Regions from separate parts of the Mus musculus genome. Here all the other regions are linked to region 2. The links are chromatin contacts, called in public HiChIP or PLAC-seq and Micro-C maps. All regions are on one chromosome and are shown on one strand. The core of a region is the stretch at or near the end of the contact, and the rest is flanking DNA. Distances in the headings are between cores, read along the strand shown.

Region 1 (3,635 bases), core at 1,081-3,580, 1.0 Mb before region 2:
TCCCTAGGCTCCTGTAAAAAGCCTGTCATGGTAGTGTGCACTTGTAACCTCAGATGGAGACAGGCAGATCCTTTGAGGCCCAATGACTGGTCTATCTAGGCTAATTAGTGATCCCTAGATCCCTGTGAGAGTACTAGTATCAAAACAACAATAACAACAGCTTTTGAAGAATGATACCAGAGGTCCACATGTACACACACACACACACACACACACACACACGCACACACGCACGCACGCACAGAGACACACAGACACACACATACACAGAGACATATGCCCACACACATAATACAGATACACATATGCACACACATGCATACAAACATACACACACACTTACCACACAGACACACACTGACACACACACAGATACACACACAGAGACACATGCCCACACACATGTATACACACATACACAGACATACACATGCACATATATGCATACACACACACTCACCACACACACAGAGACACATGCCCACACACATGCATACACACAAACACAGACATACACATGCACACACACACACATACACACACACACACACACACACACACACACACACACACACACATACACACACATACACACAGAGGTTTTCTCTGAAGTAAGGCAGATCTGGATAGAAATCCCAGCCACGTTACTTATTAGCTTTGCCAGTGTTTATAGTCCTTTACCAGATTTATTTGGCAAGTGGTAAATTACCTTCTCTGGAAAGTGCCCCAGTACACACGTGAACTACTTACCACTCTGACTTTCATACTGGTTTCTGCTACATGTATTATCGCTCAGAGAGTGTGGGTGTAGAGTGGAAATAGCACAATAATGGGTAGCTTTTGTGCTATAACTGACTTTTCTTCTTGTGTGAGTGACTCACTGGAATTTCAAGAGTGGAATGACTTGTTAAAGCTTTCTAGTAGAACTGAGATATCTGAAGCCCCAGAGGCTAAAGTAGGGCTTACCAGAGAGGACTAGACATTGAAACTCAGCCTCCTTCAGAAGCCCTGGCTTCTGAACAGGGTGGTTACAAAGCCCCTTTCCTGACAGACCTCTCACTGTGCAGCTTAACTTATATTTCAGTGACAACTTCATGCTACTAAAGATCTTATGAAACTTAACCTTTTCAAATGTCACCTTTGTTATTCTTTCTGAAACCCTGCAACCGCTAGTACGTAAAAAAGAAAAAAATATCTAAACCGACATAGGAAGGGCTTTTATTCTAGGAGGACAAGAAAGTCAGGAACTCAACAATCTCTGCTAGGACAGGTGGCGCCTTGGGTTGCTGTAGCGACAAAGAGAAATGAGCAAAGAGTGGCAGGGTTCAGATATTGGGGTGAATTTATAGAGCACAAACTGGCCTGATGGCTGCGTTTTTCTGAGCTAGGGAGGTAAATGATGGCACGGTCCCTGGTGATGATCCATATCGGAGCCAAAGTCACCCTTCAATCTCCATCCTGCACTTCTTTTTTTTTTTTTGCTCCAGGGAGCAAGCCTCAGATCCACAGAGCTGCAGTAATTTCGATTGTCGCGAGCCCCCTTGCGCCGTACCCACACAGCACTGGGGAGCTGCCCGTGGTGCTGATTTTTTCCCTTTGAGAGGAAACTCTGGCCACCACACCTGCAAAAGGCTCAAAGGATACACTGGAGTGCTAGAGCCCTAAAATCCCTGACCAGCGACAGGTGCAGCATAACAAAGCTCTGCTAGACCCCAAACTCTAGCGACTCTGTCAGCTGCAGTTGGAGCTCTGCAGGATCTGGAGCTGTCCTGTGAGGACTTCCCTTCACTCCCTAGTTTATCTACATTTCCCTATTTCCAAATCCTCTCAGCCTTTGGAGACTACACCTGGTGGACATCACAAATTGGCGCTTCCCGCACCTCCTCTGTCATCCCCTGGGACACGCCCCTCTGGAACAGCTTCTCCAGGGGCACTGCACACTTCCGAAGTGGAGATCACCCTGGAGCGTGGGGCCCAGGTTCCTGGCCCCACCCCCTTTCTTGCTTATTCCTACTACACATGCTGCTCCTCTTAAGCACAGAGTTGGGCAGTAAGCTCCGCCCCCATCTTCCATTGAAGGGAGAGCTGAAGTCAGGAAGAGGTGGAGGGGAGGAGCTCCCAGACCCCTCACAAGCTGCTGACCCACTGGGAACTACTGAATCCGTTAGTAGAAGAGAGCAACCCGAGCGAGCGTCCATTGTTGGCTGAGGACCCCTGAGGAACAGCAGGCGGTCTGCTCCCGCCTTTGAGAGCCTTTTCCCGCCAGCCAAGCCTGCTCACAGGTAGGGCCAGCTCCCCGGTCTGCCTTCCGGGGACCGCGAGAGCTATCCACGAATAGGAGCTGTTTAAAGAACCTGTGTTAGGCTTATTTTTATAGAACTGGAAGGACAACATTCATTGCGCTTGATGTTCTGGGTCTTGTGTCCAAGAGAGGAGTTGGGTGGTGGGAAAAGGTACACGAGGGAAGATGGAAAGTGACAACTTTGATTACCTTTGAACAGGTAGCCATGACCTCACTGTCCACTGAGACCACTGGAGACCCCGATTTGTCTTCTGGGCTGTTGCCAGCTAGCTCGACTCCAGCCAACCAGAGCGCAGAGGCCTCGGAGGGCAACCTGTCTGCAACGGTTCCCCGAGCTGCAGCAGTCACGCCGTTCCAGAGCCTGCAGCTGGTGCACCAGCTGAAGGGGTTGATCGTGATGCTGTACAGCATCGTGGTGGTCGTGGGTCTGGTGGGCAACTGCCTGCTTGTGCTGGTGATCGCGCGCGTGCGCCGGCTGCACAACGTGACCAACTTCCTCATTGGCAACCTGGCCTTGTCCGACGTGCTCATGTGTGCCGCCTGTGTGCCTCTCACGCTAGCTTATGCCTTTGAACCTCGGGGCTGGGTGTTCGGTGGAGGCCTGTGTCATCTGGTTTTCTTCCTGCAGCCGGTCACCGTCTATGTATCGGTGTTCACACTCACCACAATCGCCTTGGACCGCTATGTGGTTCTGGTGCACCCGCTACGTCGGCGCATTTCACTGAGGCTCAGCGCCTACGCGGTGCTGGGCATCTGGGCTCTATCTGCAGTGCTGGCGCTGCCGGCCGCGGTGCACACCTACCATGTGGAGCTCAAGCCCCACGACGTGAGCCTCTGCGAGGAGTTCTGGGGCTCGCAGGAGCGCCAACGCCAGATCTACGCCTGGGGGCTGCTTCTGGGCACCTATTTGCTCCCCCTGCTGGCCATCCTCCTGTCTTACGTACGGGTGTCAGTGAAGCTGAGGAACCGCGTGGTGCCTGGCAGCGTGACCCAGAGTCAAGCTGACTGGGACCGAGCGCGTCGCCGCCGCACTTTCTGTCTGCTGGTGGTGGTGGTGGTAGTGTTCGCGGTCTGCTGGCTGCCGCTGCACATTTTCAACCTATTGCGAGACCTGGACCCGCGTGCCATCGACCCCTACGCCTTCGGGCTGGTGCAGCTACTCTGCCACTGGCTTGCTATGAGCTCCGCCTGCTACAACCCCTTCATCTATGCATGGCTGCACGACAGCTTTCGAGAGGAGCTGCGCAAGATGCTGCTGTCCTGGCCCCGCAAGATTGTGCCTCATGGCCAGAACATGACTGTCAGCGTGGTCATCTGATGTCGCTCTGCCAGG
Region 2 (3,934 bases), core at 949-3,448:
GACTGGCAAAGAATGGGGAAGCTGAGCTCTAAACTTTGAAAGCTAGGCTTGGGTATTTTGGCTTCCCGTATTAAAGGAAGTGAATGTATTTACCACCACCACCACCCAAAAACAGCCGGTAGTCTCAGCGGGAGTGAAGGCAAATTCAGTGCTGAGCTAAGGGAAAAGGTGTTTTACTTTGGTTTGGGTTTTTGTTTATTTGTTTGTTTTGTTGGGGTGTTTTAAAATAATATATAAATATATAAAATGGCGAGCTGGCATACACCCGAGTCTAGACTGACAGGAATGCGAAGTGTTATTGAATGGAAAAGCCCGTCGTTATCGATCGCGCCCGGCGGAGGTAGGTCTTTTATGGACTGCAGTCGGCAAACTAATTCGAACCCTTTTCCTAAAGTTTTAACTTTCTTACCAACCCCAACCCAGAAGCATACAAAATTACTAAATCGGGGAAAAAAATGAAGATATCCAAACAGATCTTCCCTTGTCGGGCCTTCTCTCGACTGGATTTTCTCTTTTCTTTTCTTAAATTTCTTTCTTAATTTCTTTCTTTCTTTCTTTCTCTCAGGAAGAACAAAAACAAAAACAAAAATCAGCAACCAAAGACCAAACGGAACCCGACTTCCCGCCACGTCCAGCGGGTGCCCGGGTTAAACAGGTCGCTGAGAGAACTAGTGGAGCTGTGGAGGTTTCTATTCGCTCTCTTCCCGCCCCTCCCTGGGCCTCCAGAGCAGGAGGAAGGAAACAGTTTGCTCTGAGGTTTCCAAGGTCTCCTTGTCTCCTTAAAGGGGTTGAAGACCTAGAAGTTGCGGGTCTGGGCTGGGGGGACATAGAGTGAGTGTAGAGCAGAGTTGAAGTCCAGTGAACCTGGCCATGTGGCCCTGTCCGAGTCCCTGAGTGATAGACCGGCCGGGAACACGGTCCAGGGAAACAGGATTCAAAGACCTCGCGGGCTCAGAGCTTCTTGACAGCGGGCTTCGTCGCCCAGCATCGTGTCCCAGCCAGCCCGACCCCGGCCCGAACCACGGGACACCTCGTTTGCACCCTTTTACAAAGGGTCAAGGAGTGGGCAAGCCAGTAACCCAAACGAGCTTCAGAGACTGGGGACCAAAGCCTCTCGGGCCCCTAGCTGCCCAGTTTCAGAACCAAGAACCCGGGCTGACCTCCGCCCGTCCAGGCCTCGAGGAGCGCCCACCCGGAGCAGGCCGGGCGCAATGAAGGAGGCGACCGGAGCGGCGTGCTTCAGTTCCGCGACGTGGCACGTACCTTGGAAGCGATGACCCAGATATCGGTAGCGGTGGATGAGCCAGGGGTAGAAGGTGGACGGGTCCCGCTGCTGCGAGGCGAAGAGGGGGTGTGGCGAATGCGAGGAGGGCAGGGGGTGGGCGGCCAGGGCGTGCGGCGGCGGCACCGGGTGCACCGGCACGGCGGGGTTGGGCGGGTGCGAGACCGCCTCGGCGAACACCAAGTCCGGGTTGGAGTAGACGCCCCTGCCGGCGGCGGCGGCGGCGGCGGCCGAGTGGAAGCCGTTGAGGAACGGATTTATGGGACTGGAATTGGCGTAGCTGAGTGCCGCGGGACGGATGGGATCCTCGGAGCGCGAGGCAGGCAGGGGACTGTCCTTGGCCACCAGCGACTCGATGGTGAAGCAGCGCTTGGGCGCCGGCTGAAACATGCTGCGCCGAGGAGCGGGCGCGCTGGGCTCCCTGCTCCCGGCGACCGCGGCGCGCTGCCTCCGCCGCCCGCTGCCCGCGGCGAGGACCGAGGAGAATGGGGGACTCGTTTGTTTGGGGTGGGGGTGGGGGTAAGGAAAGGAAGGAAGGAAGAAAGGAAAGGAAAAAGGAAAGGAGGGGGAGGGGGAGGAGAGGCAAAGCCGAAGATCCCGAGAATCTTGCACCAAACGCGCCCAACCTGGAGAGAGGGGGGAAAATCCTTCCAGAAGAATTTGCAGGCGTGGATTGGGGTAATATTTTTTTGAGCGAGGTGGCGTGGGGGGGGGGGAGATTGGAGTTAGAGGCAGGGAGGGGGTTTTCGGGGAGGCAAAAAAAAAGTTTTCTCTCCTTTGCAAAAGGCGGGCAGGGCGCCCTAAGTCCAAGGACAATCCATGGAAGTGTTCGCTTCTTCACTAGTAGTGCAAACGATTTGTTAGTTCATGAGCCTAATTAGTGCGGGGATCACATAAACAGCTTCCTCCGAAGCCTGGTAAATGGCTTGATGATTGGTCGCTATTACTCGCCCTGAGGTGGAAGGGGGGAGACTCTTTAAAGTGCGTCAGAGGGAGGCGAACGCCTGGGAACCCGGAGGCCTGGATCCGGGCCCAGAATGGAACGGAGTCGGCGCTACTGCCCCGGCTGTGCCTCCAGCCGCCCGCCCGGCCGCCGACCTCTTGGTGTCTTCGCCCTGCGCTCCGGGCTAGCTCCCTCGCTCCTGCGGCGCCCGCTGCGGCTTCTCTCCTCCTCCTTCGCCTCCTCCGCTTCCCTCTTCTCCTCCTCTTCCTCGTTCCTCTCCTCCTCCTCTTCCTCCTCCTCCTCTTTCCCCCTCCTCCTCCCCCTCAGCCACCGCCTCCTACTGCACCCACACCACTCCCACCGGGGCACCCGGGTCCCTGCAGAGTCTCGGGGCTGCGCTGCCTTTGCTGCGGACCCCTGGATCCTAAGCCTGCGGCGCTGGAGCTGATGGGACTGAATCACGGACGGACACGCAGATTTCTTCACACCCTAAGCTCCGCTGCGGTTGTCCCCTGGAGGCCCGCGCCCGGGTCACTGAGATGGCTTCGGGCGCCCGGCGAGGGTAAGCGGGCGGGGACTGGTTCCGGGCAAGGGCTAACCCGCTTCACTCCTACCAATCCCCACCCCCAGCAAAACTCCCGAGGTTTCCTAGGCGCTCGAGGGGGGGGGTCCTCCCACCCCTCCAACCAAGCGTAGCTTCGAGGTTCCAGGGTCCACGCGTTTGCAGTCTTTGACCCGGCTGGTTCGTTTTTTTAAGTTCAAACCTGAGGGGCCAGCTGCGCCTGTACCGTGGCAGTGGACTTCCAGCTTGCACCCAAGAGTTTCTGCTTATCCTTTCTGGAGGGTGGTCACTTCTGTCCCCAAAACAGCTCTTTCTGGGAAATGTGGGGTTATTTGGGAAAGGAGTCTTGGGTCCTAGGTCAGAAGCTGAAGTTATGACTGTGTTATCGTTCCATTGTCCTTAGTGGCGTTGACACTGTTCCCATTATTGCTATTATTACTGTACCTATTTTTATTCTGACATCTGTTGTCCCAGGGCTGGGTTGCTCTACAAATCCAGGTTTCGCAACCTGGCACTTAGGATTGTGTCTCCGGTCCTAGGCCCTGTCCGCATTTTCGAGCTTGCCTTCGGTTTTGGGATGATTTTAGGGCCGACTTCTCTCGTCCCCATTGGCTCACGCTGAGGCATAATTATGATCACATCCCCCCAGCCTGCTGGCGCTGCTCTCTGTTTATTGGTGGTTAAAGATCTATTATCTATTCATCAGCCGCCTCCCCCCCCCCACACACACACCCTTTGCCAATTACATTCTTCTAAAGTGAAGTACCAGCAGGTATTTTACAATTAATGATAATTTTTTTCTGGCGTCCTTTAAATCTGTTACTCCCAGGTCGAAGCCATTTATCCTAAGAGGGATAAAATATCTGTGCTTGGTGGCTAGGTTGCCTGAGACCCGGGAGAAGCAGATCTGGAGAAGACAGACGTGAAGTCCTCTAGAGGGACTATGAAAGCCACCTGATTCCACCAAGGGTCTGGGTCTTAGGACGCTCCAGGTAGTCCCGGCAATAATAATAATAAGGAGAGGTCTCCTGTTTGGTTTCTTGGGGTTTTTTTTTTGTTTTGATTTTTTTGTTGTTGTTTTGTTTTTCCTCTACTGCTGTTCAGGTTGTGTGCGTTTCTTGTATAGCGTTCATGTGAGAAGGCAGAA
Region 3 (3,671 bases), core at 773-3,272, 1.4 Mb before region 2:
GTCCTGGAACTCACTTTGTAGACCAGGCTGGCCTCGAACTCAGAAATCCGCCTGCCTCTGCCTCCCTAGTGCTGGGATTAAAGGCGTGCGCCACCACGCCCAGCCGCCAAACTTTTATAATAACAATAAAAGCCATCTAATCGTATGCTTTTCTCACCAAAATAAATACCTCAATTTAAAAAAAAAAAAAAGGAAATAACTTGAGGGGCTGGCTCAGTTCCCAAAGTAGTTGATAACTTATAGATTTATGTCACCATACCTCTGATAACCCCATTACTTAGAAACAAATTTTTTTTTTTTTGAGACAGGATTTCCCTGTGTAGCCCTGGCTTTCCTGGCACTTTCCTGCATAGACCAGACTGGCCTTAAAACTCAGAGATCCACTTGTTACCTCCCAAGTACTGAAGCTAAATGCAGGCCACCACCACATACCTTAGAAATAAATATCCTTTAAAGTGCATGTAAGAATAAAATCTAAGGAAAATAAAAACTAAAGAGCTGTAAATATGTTGCAGGGTTTTTTTGTTTTTGTTTGTTTGTTTTGTTGGGAACGAGTTTTTCTGTGCAGCCCTGGCTGTCGTGGAACTCTGTAGACCTGACTTTGAACCTGCCTGCCTCTGGCTCCTGGGCGCTAAAATTAAAGGTGTGCATCAACCCCTGGCCATTTGTAAGTCATTTTTATCTTCACAGTTTAATTCAGTCTTAATTCTGAAGTGCTGACAGGTCCAAGATGCCTGAGGTACATAGGTTTTGTTTTCAAGCAATTTAAAAATCACATTAGATGCCGGGCGGTGGTGGCGCACGCCTTTAATCCCAGCAACTTGGGAGGCAGAGGCAGGAGGATTTCTGAGTTCGAGGCCAGCCTGGTCTACAAAGTGAGTTCCAGGACAGCCAGGGCTATACAGAGAAACCCTGTCTCGAAAAACCAAAAAAAGAAAAAAAAAAAGAAAAAGAAAAAAAGAAAAAAGAAGAAGAAATGAATACAAGAGGACTAGAGATAGCTCTGCGGTTAAGAGCACTAGCTGTTCTTTAAGAGGATTGGGTTCTATTTCCGGCACCTATATGAGCTCCAGGTCCAGAGGATCTGATGATCTCTTCTGACCTCCACTGGGAAACAAGGTGCACAAACATACAGTCAGGCAAACATTCACACCAAAAAAATTTAAATTTTACACAAAAAGAAAAAGCGAGTACAAGATAAAGACACTTCTTTGAGCTCCTGAAAAATAATAACAGCAGATCTTTGGTAAGCCTATGCAACACGATTGCACTCTGCCAGGAACAGTAGTGTCCTACTTGTATTAATTAGAACCTCAGGAGAGAGACTATTCAAAGGAATTCATAAAGGTTCATTCATTCGTGCCGCGCGTTGCTATCACCTACCACCTGCTTGGGCTGCCAACGGTCACGCACAGTTGGGACTATAAAAGATACCTATGAATTTCCTCCATATGAATTCCTATTAAGTAGCTGGGGTCCCATATGTGACCAAGAAGGAACTCCAGAGCCATCAGGATCAACTGACACGAAGTTCTCTACCGTGGGAGTAGGGGCTCGGGATGACCCTGCACGGGTTTCAACATCGGTTCTGCCAGTTCCTGGCATGTCCTGCCAATGGCACTCGGGGCTCCCTGGGTGTCACCCATACTCCCGGGGAGCCGCAAACAAACGCAGCCGGGCCCTAGCTCTCCAACCCATAGTCCCAAAGCAGGCGGTCAACGGGAGTATCGAGCCCCGCCCGCCCGCCCGCCCGCCCGCCCGCAGGCCCCACGTCAGCCCCGGCGGGAGGAGGCCGAAGTCCTCGGCCCAAGTCTAGCCTCTCCCTGGCGAAGCAGCCCGGGGGATCCCAGAACCCAGGCGGAGCTGCGGCATGGCCTGGCAGACAGAGAGCCTGCGTCCTCACCGATCAGCCCGACTCCGAGCATCAGCTGGGTGTCCATTGCCACAACCGCAGCCATCTTCCGCCGCTACCCTGGGCTCCGCACTGCAGGTCCCACCCCTCCTCTTGGCCACGCCCATAACAAGTCCCGTCCCTTCCGGCAGGGTGCAGCAGGCACTACAGGTGCCGCCCCAGGCTTCCCTCTCCTGGCCAAACTTCCTTCTTGCAGCCTTTCTACGCTTAGGTCCTTGTTCGTTTGTCTAGTACCTTAAAGATCTCCAGTGAAGTGTCCGTTCACTGATTACAAAGACAAATAATTGGAGACCTAATATGTGTTGCTGCTCTGGAGGGAAAGGGTCCCCTATAGAAATGTTAGTTTCCCCAATCCAAGTGTAACAGCACCGCTCTGGCAGGCGATGATGTCCCCAGCTTGATCTGCTCTGAGAGGTATCCTGGCAATCCTTTGGAGCCTCCAATCCTGGGAGCCAAAAAGCACAAAGTCACATCACACAACAAACCTCACGCAAGAGATTTAATTAGGGGGAGGAGGTGAATCCAGGAGGGGCAGCAGCCTCTATACAGCAGGAAACTGAGCAAAAGACAGGGTTTATACAGGGTTTTTTGGGAGACTGGGCTTTCCAGGGTGGATATTGGTAGGATTTCAAATCTTGAGTTTAGGACTAGCTCGGGGATTGGTGGGAATCCATTCCTTGGCCCTGTTCTTAGGCTAGGGGTCAAGTCAGGGTCAGCATTCTTTCCCAGACTCAACTTCCTAAAGTCATGACCTTGAAAGTCAGGATTTCAATACATTAGTTTAGAGGGTGTGGAGGTCAAGCATGTAACAGTTAAAATACAGAATTCATTTATAATAAGGATGCTCTAGGATGTTGCAGGACATTTGATCACACTGTGATCTCCAAGATTGTATTATTTACTAGAAAAAACAACAACAACAACAACAACAACCAAAACCTGTTTCTATTTGTGGTGTAGCTCAGCCCTTAACACACACATTTAATCTCTCTGGCTGGAATTCAGAAACACCCTTAGTAAACACTTTAAACCCAAACAAGGAAGGTTAGTTTGTAGAAGGAAGCTCCCATGTTTAAAAGTGATGTCTAGTTGAGTGGTAGACAAAGTGAAATCAAAGATTTGACAGAACAGGATATTCCCAACTCTCACAAGAAGAGAGAGGAAAAGGAAGCTACTTTAGGGGCAGTGGAGAGAGAAAGGAAGGGAGAATTTTTACTGGGACAGTTGTACAGAGATGTGTTGCAGAGAGAGAACAAGCTAGACACAGGTGAAAACAGACTGAGCCAAAAAATGAGAAGGAGCCAGAAGATTAGAACATACTGCCAAAGTTAGTATTAGGCCAAACAGAGCAATTCAGGAGAAGCCAGAATCTGTCAGCTTGTAGAGGAGTTTGAACTAGCTAGCCAGAATTCAGAAAGAACTAGAAAAGGTGAGCTTATTCAGCAGTAAGCCTCAGAGGCTGAAAACATTCTAGGCAGAGATAAGATTGTACAGAGGCTAGAAGCTTCCAGGACTAGGCCCAGATTAACAGACAGAGGCAGCAAACCACCGATAGTTACTACAGGCGAATAAAAGATACATTTACACTAGGATTTAATGTGAAAGATAACAGCATCACTGCAATTGCATTCTGATTTTGTGGCAGTTCATAATGATTTTCTGGAAACTGAGTTTAATTGTGTAAAAAAATATAATGAATGAAGCCTTTTGGAAAGAAGATTAACAGTGTCTACAGAAATAGAAAAGTGCAAACCATTAA
Region 4 (3,962 bases), core at 771-3,270, 1.8 Mb before region 2:
TTTCTCTTCTACTAGATTCAGTGCATCTGGTTTTATGTTGAGGTCCTTGGTCCACTTGCACTTGAGCTTTGTGAAAGGTGATAAATATGGGTCTATTTTCATTCTTCTACAGACAGACAGACAGTTAGACCAGCACCATTTAGTGAAGATGCTTTCTTTTTTCCATTGTTTTTTTTTGGGGGGGGCGTCTTTGTCAAAGATGAAGTGACCATAAGTGTGTGGTTTTATTTCTGGTTCTTCAATTCTATTCCACTGATCAACATGTCTGCCTCTGTACCAATACCATGTTGGGGACAAAATAAAGGGGAGGCCTGGGGTGGGGGTGGGGGTAAGTAGGATAGGAAAAAGATACCCACACCCCGCCAGAGTTTCCCTATTCTCTGGTCAGTCAGGTGTGGGAGGGCTGCTACCTACCCTATTTACTCATCCCTGGGTGGGCATTCCTCTATCCCACTCTTCAGGGGGTGGCCAAGGGGCAGCCCTGCCACGGGACCCCCCACCCAGAGCTACTTTGCTAAAGCCACCAGGGTTGTGGGAGAGAGGGAATGGGGGAAGAAGTTCCCAACACTAACCAGAGTGTGCAGTGGGCCTTGATGGAGCAGAGCAGAGACTCTATGGTTTAAGAGCTTTATTATAGAAATTCAGGGGAAAGAGAGAAGGTAGAAGAGAGAGGAGAGGGGGGAGGGAGGAAAGGCTAGAGAGAAAGAGAAAGAAGGAGAGAGGAGAGGAAAGAAGAAGACAAAGAGAAAGGGAAGAGGAGAGAAGTGAGAGAAGTGAGAGGTGAGAGGACAAAGGAGTAAGAGAGCGAGGTGGGGGCTAAGCACCCCTTTTTATGGTCTTCCCTGTTGCTAGGTAACTGGGGAGGAGTTTAGCCTGAAGGTCAGATTGACCATGCTTCTCTTGGGGCTGTGGGAGGTGGTAAGGAGCATGAGGGAATGCCTACCGTGTCATGAGGGTGAATTATGACTATCGGGGTTCAGACCTCAGATCGACTGGAGACCAGCCTGCAATTCCCCACAATACCATGTAGGTTTTTAAAACTAATAAAATTTATCTTAAAACATACAACTCAGTATTGATATTTTTAAAGTCATTAAAATAATTCATAATAGTTTAAATGCCTCTTAAATGTACATGACATCTTCGGAAGCAGACATTAATACACACTCTACCAGTTTTTAAAATCTGTTTGGAACATTAAACACGACAGAAAATCTCTCATGAGTCCTCTGTGGACAGAAATTGTGACGAGTTCCTGATTTTACAGAAACGTCCATCTCCGCGCAGTGTGTGTGTGTGTGTGGCTTCACAGAATGAGCTGGGTGGAAGCATCCACCAGGCCCGCCTGACCCTGGGCTGTCTTGGGTGGGAGACTTCACAGCTGTCTCTGGGTTCTGGGTCCTGGGACCGTTAGGTGGCTTCCGTGATTTTAACTGTGGTGCCTGTGCTGTGTAGAAAATTGTCCGTTTCATCCAGATTTGGTTTTCCCCAATTTGGAAATTAACGATGACGCAAGGAGATGTGAACCTAAGGATCACCTGTTGAACCTAACCCTTATCAATATGATCAACAGGATCAAGACTTTGCATGTCAGAGTCTTCCCACTGTGTAAGCGCGTGCTCACATGTGTGGTCACACTGTGTGCATCAGGGTAAGACTGTCGGTGATGTCACACTGTGCTGAGTGGTCACACTGTGTCCACAAGGGGTCAGATGCAGTGACTGACGTCACACCGTGTGTAGCCAGGCTGTGTGCGTGGCAGTGTGACGCGCCCGAACAGCCACACAGTAGGCTCACGTCCCGGTGTGCTGCCCCACTGCACGAGGTTGCATGGCGTCACACAGCGGGCCAACCGCCTGGCGCGTATACTTACTGTGCGCATTTGACATCATGCTGCCTGCACGGGACACTCGGACCCCGCCCCCGGTGACGTCACCGGGCCCCACCCAGCCACCCACCCCTGCCTGCCTTGTTCCTTCCCCTCTAGGTTTCCCAACCTGCAGATGAGGAAGAGGAAGCGGGAGACAGACGGACAGACGGACGGACACAGACGCTGCGCCCAGGCCTCACCATCCATCGCAGGAAGCCCCCTGTCTCAGGTCAGAGCCCCTCCACCCCTTTCCACCTCACCCTGCCTGACATGACGTCACCCAGAAGCCCCTCCCACCTGGCCCTACTGTGTGCCCAGCACACCCTGGGGTTTAGAAAACGATGGGGCTAGGGGACGGAGAGACCGGAAGGGGGGGGCAGTGGGACATGCAGACCTACTGTGTGTGCCCTGGGTCTCGGGTACAAGGTCCCCACCACCCGTGGGTCTGAGCCCTGGGGATGGTTTGGGGTGGGGTCAGAGGTAACAGAGGCCAAGGGGGGCTTAGAAGCCGGAGTTGGGGGGCGTGGCCTCCGCCTGCCAATCCCCCGCAACCTCTGACCTCTGTGTAGTACTGGGGTCAGGAGATGTGGTTCACCTCCAGGAGTCAGGGGTCTGGAGATGGTGGAGTTGAGGCAGGGGGATGGCTTCAAGTGCGTTTCCTCCAAAGCCCGGGGCGGGGGTGGGGGGTGGGGGAAGCGGGGAGTTGCGGATCGCCCCTAAGCCCGACTGCGGAGACCCCGCGGACGCCGCCCCCGCCCTCCCCACTCCCCGCGAGCGAGCGTCCTTGGCCCGACAGGAAGTGGGGACTGGAGAAAAGGAAGTGGCTGCAGCTGAGCTTGGAGCACGGCGGGGTTGGGGAAAGGCGGGTCCAGGCGGCGGTGGAGCGTGAGGGGGAAAGGGTCTGACCTACACACAGTCAGGCCACAGGCAGGCAGGGCGACCCCCGATCCCCTCGACCGCCTCCCCACCGCGCGGACAAAGCGGGTCCACATATAAGCAAAGATTCACGGGGAATCAATAGGATAACGTCACCAAGAGAGGAGCTGAGACAGGGGCATGGCTCAGATGGCAGAGCCCAGCCTCTGTACCCACCACAAATCATGCTGTAGTGAGTGGGTGGGACGGGGCCAGAGAATGCCCCGCCCACCCTAGTGCGCCAGACAGGATAACACCTCGGCTCTGCCCACTCATCTGACTGACAGATGACGTCATCACATGCCATGAACATCACCCCCCTGGCTCAGCTCGCCCTGCTCTTCTCCACGCTACTGCTTCCGGGAACTCAGGCCCTTCTGGGTTAGTGACGCTAGGTGGGCGGGGTCGGAAGTCACGGTGGGCGGGGCCGCGTCCAACAGAGCCACCTCACCCTCCTCCCCCTTCCAGCTCCGACCACACCGGACGCCGGCTCCGCCCTCAACCTGACCTTCGACCCCTGGACTCGGACGCTGACCTGGGCCTGCGACACCGCCGCGGGGAACGTCACGGTGACGTCATGCACCGTGACCTCGCGGGAGGCGGGGATACACCGGCGAGTCTCGGTACGTGGGGGTAGGGAGAGAGGGCCTTGTCCCGCAATGATGTCACTTCCGGTCGTGACCCCAATGCGCTCCCCCACCCTCCCACTCCCTGTCCCCCCCGCAGCCCTTCGGTTGCCGCTGCTGGTTCAGGAGGATGATGGCGCTGCACCACGGTGTCACGCTGGATGTCAATGGCACGGTCGGGGGCGCGGCCGCGCACTGGAGGCTGAGCTTCGTCAACGAAGGTGGGCAGGGCCGGGAGCGTCCCGGTGACGTCATCGCTCGCGAACGCCGGCAAGCGATGACGTCACCGCCGGCAACCGGCGTCGTCATCGCCAGCAACCAGCGACGACGCCTGGCGACTTCCGGTCGGGCTCACGGCGGCCATCTTGTCAGGCGCGGCGGGCTCGGGGGCGGAGAACCTGACCTGCGAGATCCGAGCCGCGCGCTTCCTTTCCTGCGCGTGGCGGGAGGGGCCAGCGGCGCCCGCGGACGTCCGGTACTCGCTGCGAGTCCTCAACTCCACGTGAGCAGTGACCTCAGGCGGGGCCCTCATGCATCGTGGGTGTGGTTGG

The links. Hi-C and Micro-C count contacts between places; a contact is called where the count stands out from the background. HiChIP or PLAC-seq counts read pairs in DNA pulled down with a chosen protein or histone mark.
Region 1: a contact with region 2 is called in an H3K4me3 HiChIP or PLAC-seq map of embryonic stem cells, with 7 times the contacts expected there. The contact joins the promoter of Prlhr here to the promoter of Emx2 in region 2. A contact is called at or near these places in 8 of 39 promoter capture datasets (3T3-L1-derived adipocytes, HPC-7-derived erythroid cells, embryonic stem cells and 5 more), 1 of 15 datasets of contacts at CTCF or cohesin (stem cell-derived epiblast-like cells), 10 of 115 datasets of contacts at active chromatin or transcription factors (astrocytes, embryonic forebrain, embryonic hindbrain and 5 more) and 2 of 9 other capture datasets (embryonic stem cells and embryonic tail).
Region 3: a contact with region 2 is called in a Micro-C map of embryonic stem cells, with 11 times the contacts expected there. The contact joins the promoter of Dennd10 here to the promoter of Emx2 in region 2. A contact is called at or near these places in 1 of 39 promoter capture datasets (neural stem cells) and 1 of 484 Hi-C or Micro-C datasets (embryonic stem cells).
Region 4: a contact with region 2 is called in an H3K27ac HiChIP or PLAC-seq map of epiblast stem cells, with 6 times the contacts expected there. The contact joins the promoter of Csf2ra here to the promoter of Emx2 in region 2. A contact is called at or near these places in 1 of 39 promoter capture datasets (embryonic stem cells), 1 of 484 Hi-C or Micro-C datasets (embryonic stem cells), 1 of 115 datasets of contacts at active chromatin or transcription factors (epiblast stem cells) and 1 of 9 other capture datasets (embryonic tail).

Annotation. Positions count from the first base shown.
Region 1 is chr19:60,466,999-60,470,633 of GRCm38.p6, reverse strand. It overlaps Prlhr (prolactin releasing hormone receptor), which reads left to right and starts at 2,330. Exons shown (of 1, transcript NM_201615.2): 1 at 2,330-3,635. The coding sequence starts at 2,508. The coding sequence ends at 3,620.
Region 2 is chr19:59,456,954-59,460,887 of GRCm38.p6, reverse strand. Emx2 (empty spiracles homeobox 2) reads right to left here and starts at 2,198. Exons shown (of 3, transcript NM_010132.2): 1 at 1,264-2,198. The coding sequence starts at 1,672. It also overlaps Emx2os.
Region 3 is chr19:60,809,906-60,813,576 of GRCm38.p6, reverse strand. Dennd10 (DENN domain containing 10) reads right to left here and starts at 2,022. Exons shown (of 9, transcript NM_026437.4): 1 at 1,904-2,022. The coding sequence starts at 1,958.
Region 4 is chr19:61,226,476-61,230,437 of GRCm38.p6, reverse strand. It overlaps Csf2ra (colony stimulating factor 2 receptor, alpha, low-affinity (granulocyte-macrophage)), which reads left to right and starts at 2,020. Exons shown (of 12, transcript NM_009970.2): 1 at 2,020-2,099; 2 at 3,073-3,166; 3 at 3,254-3,408; 4 at 3,512-3,632; 5 at 3,784-3,913. The coding sequence starts at 3,073.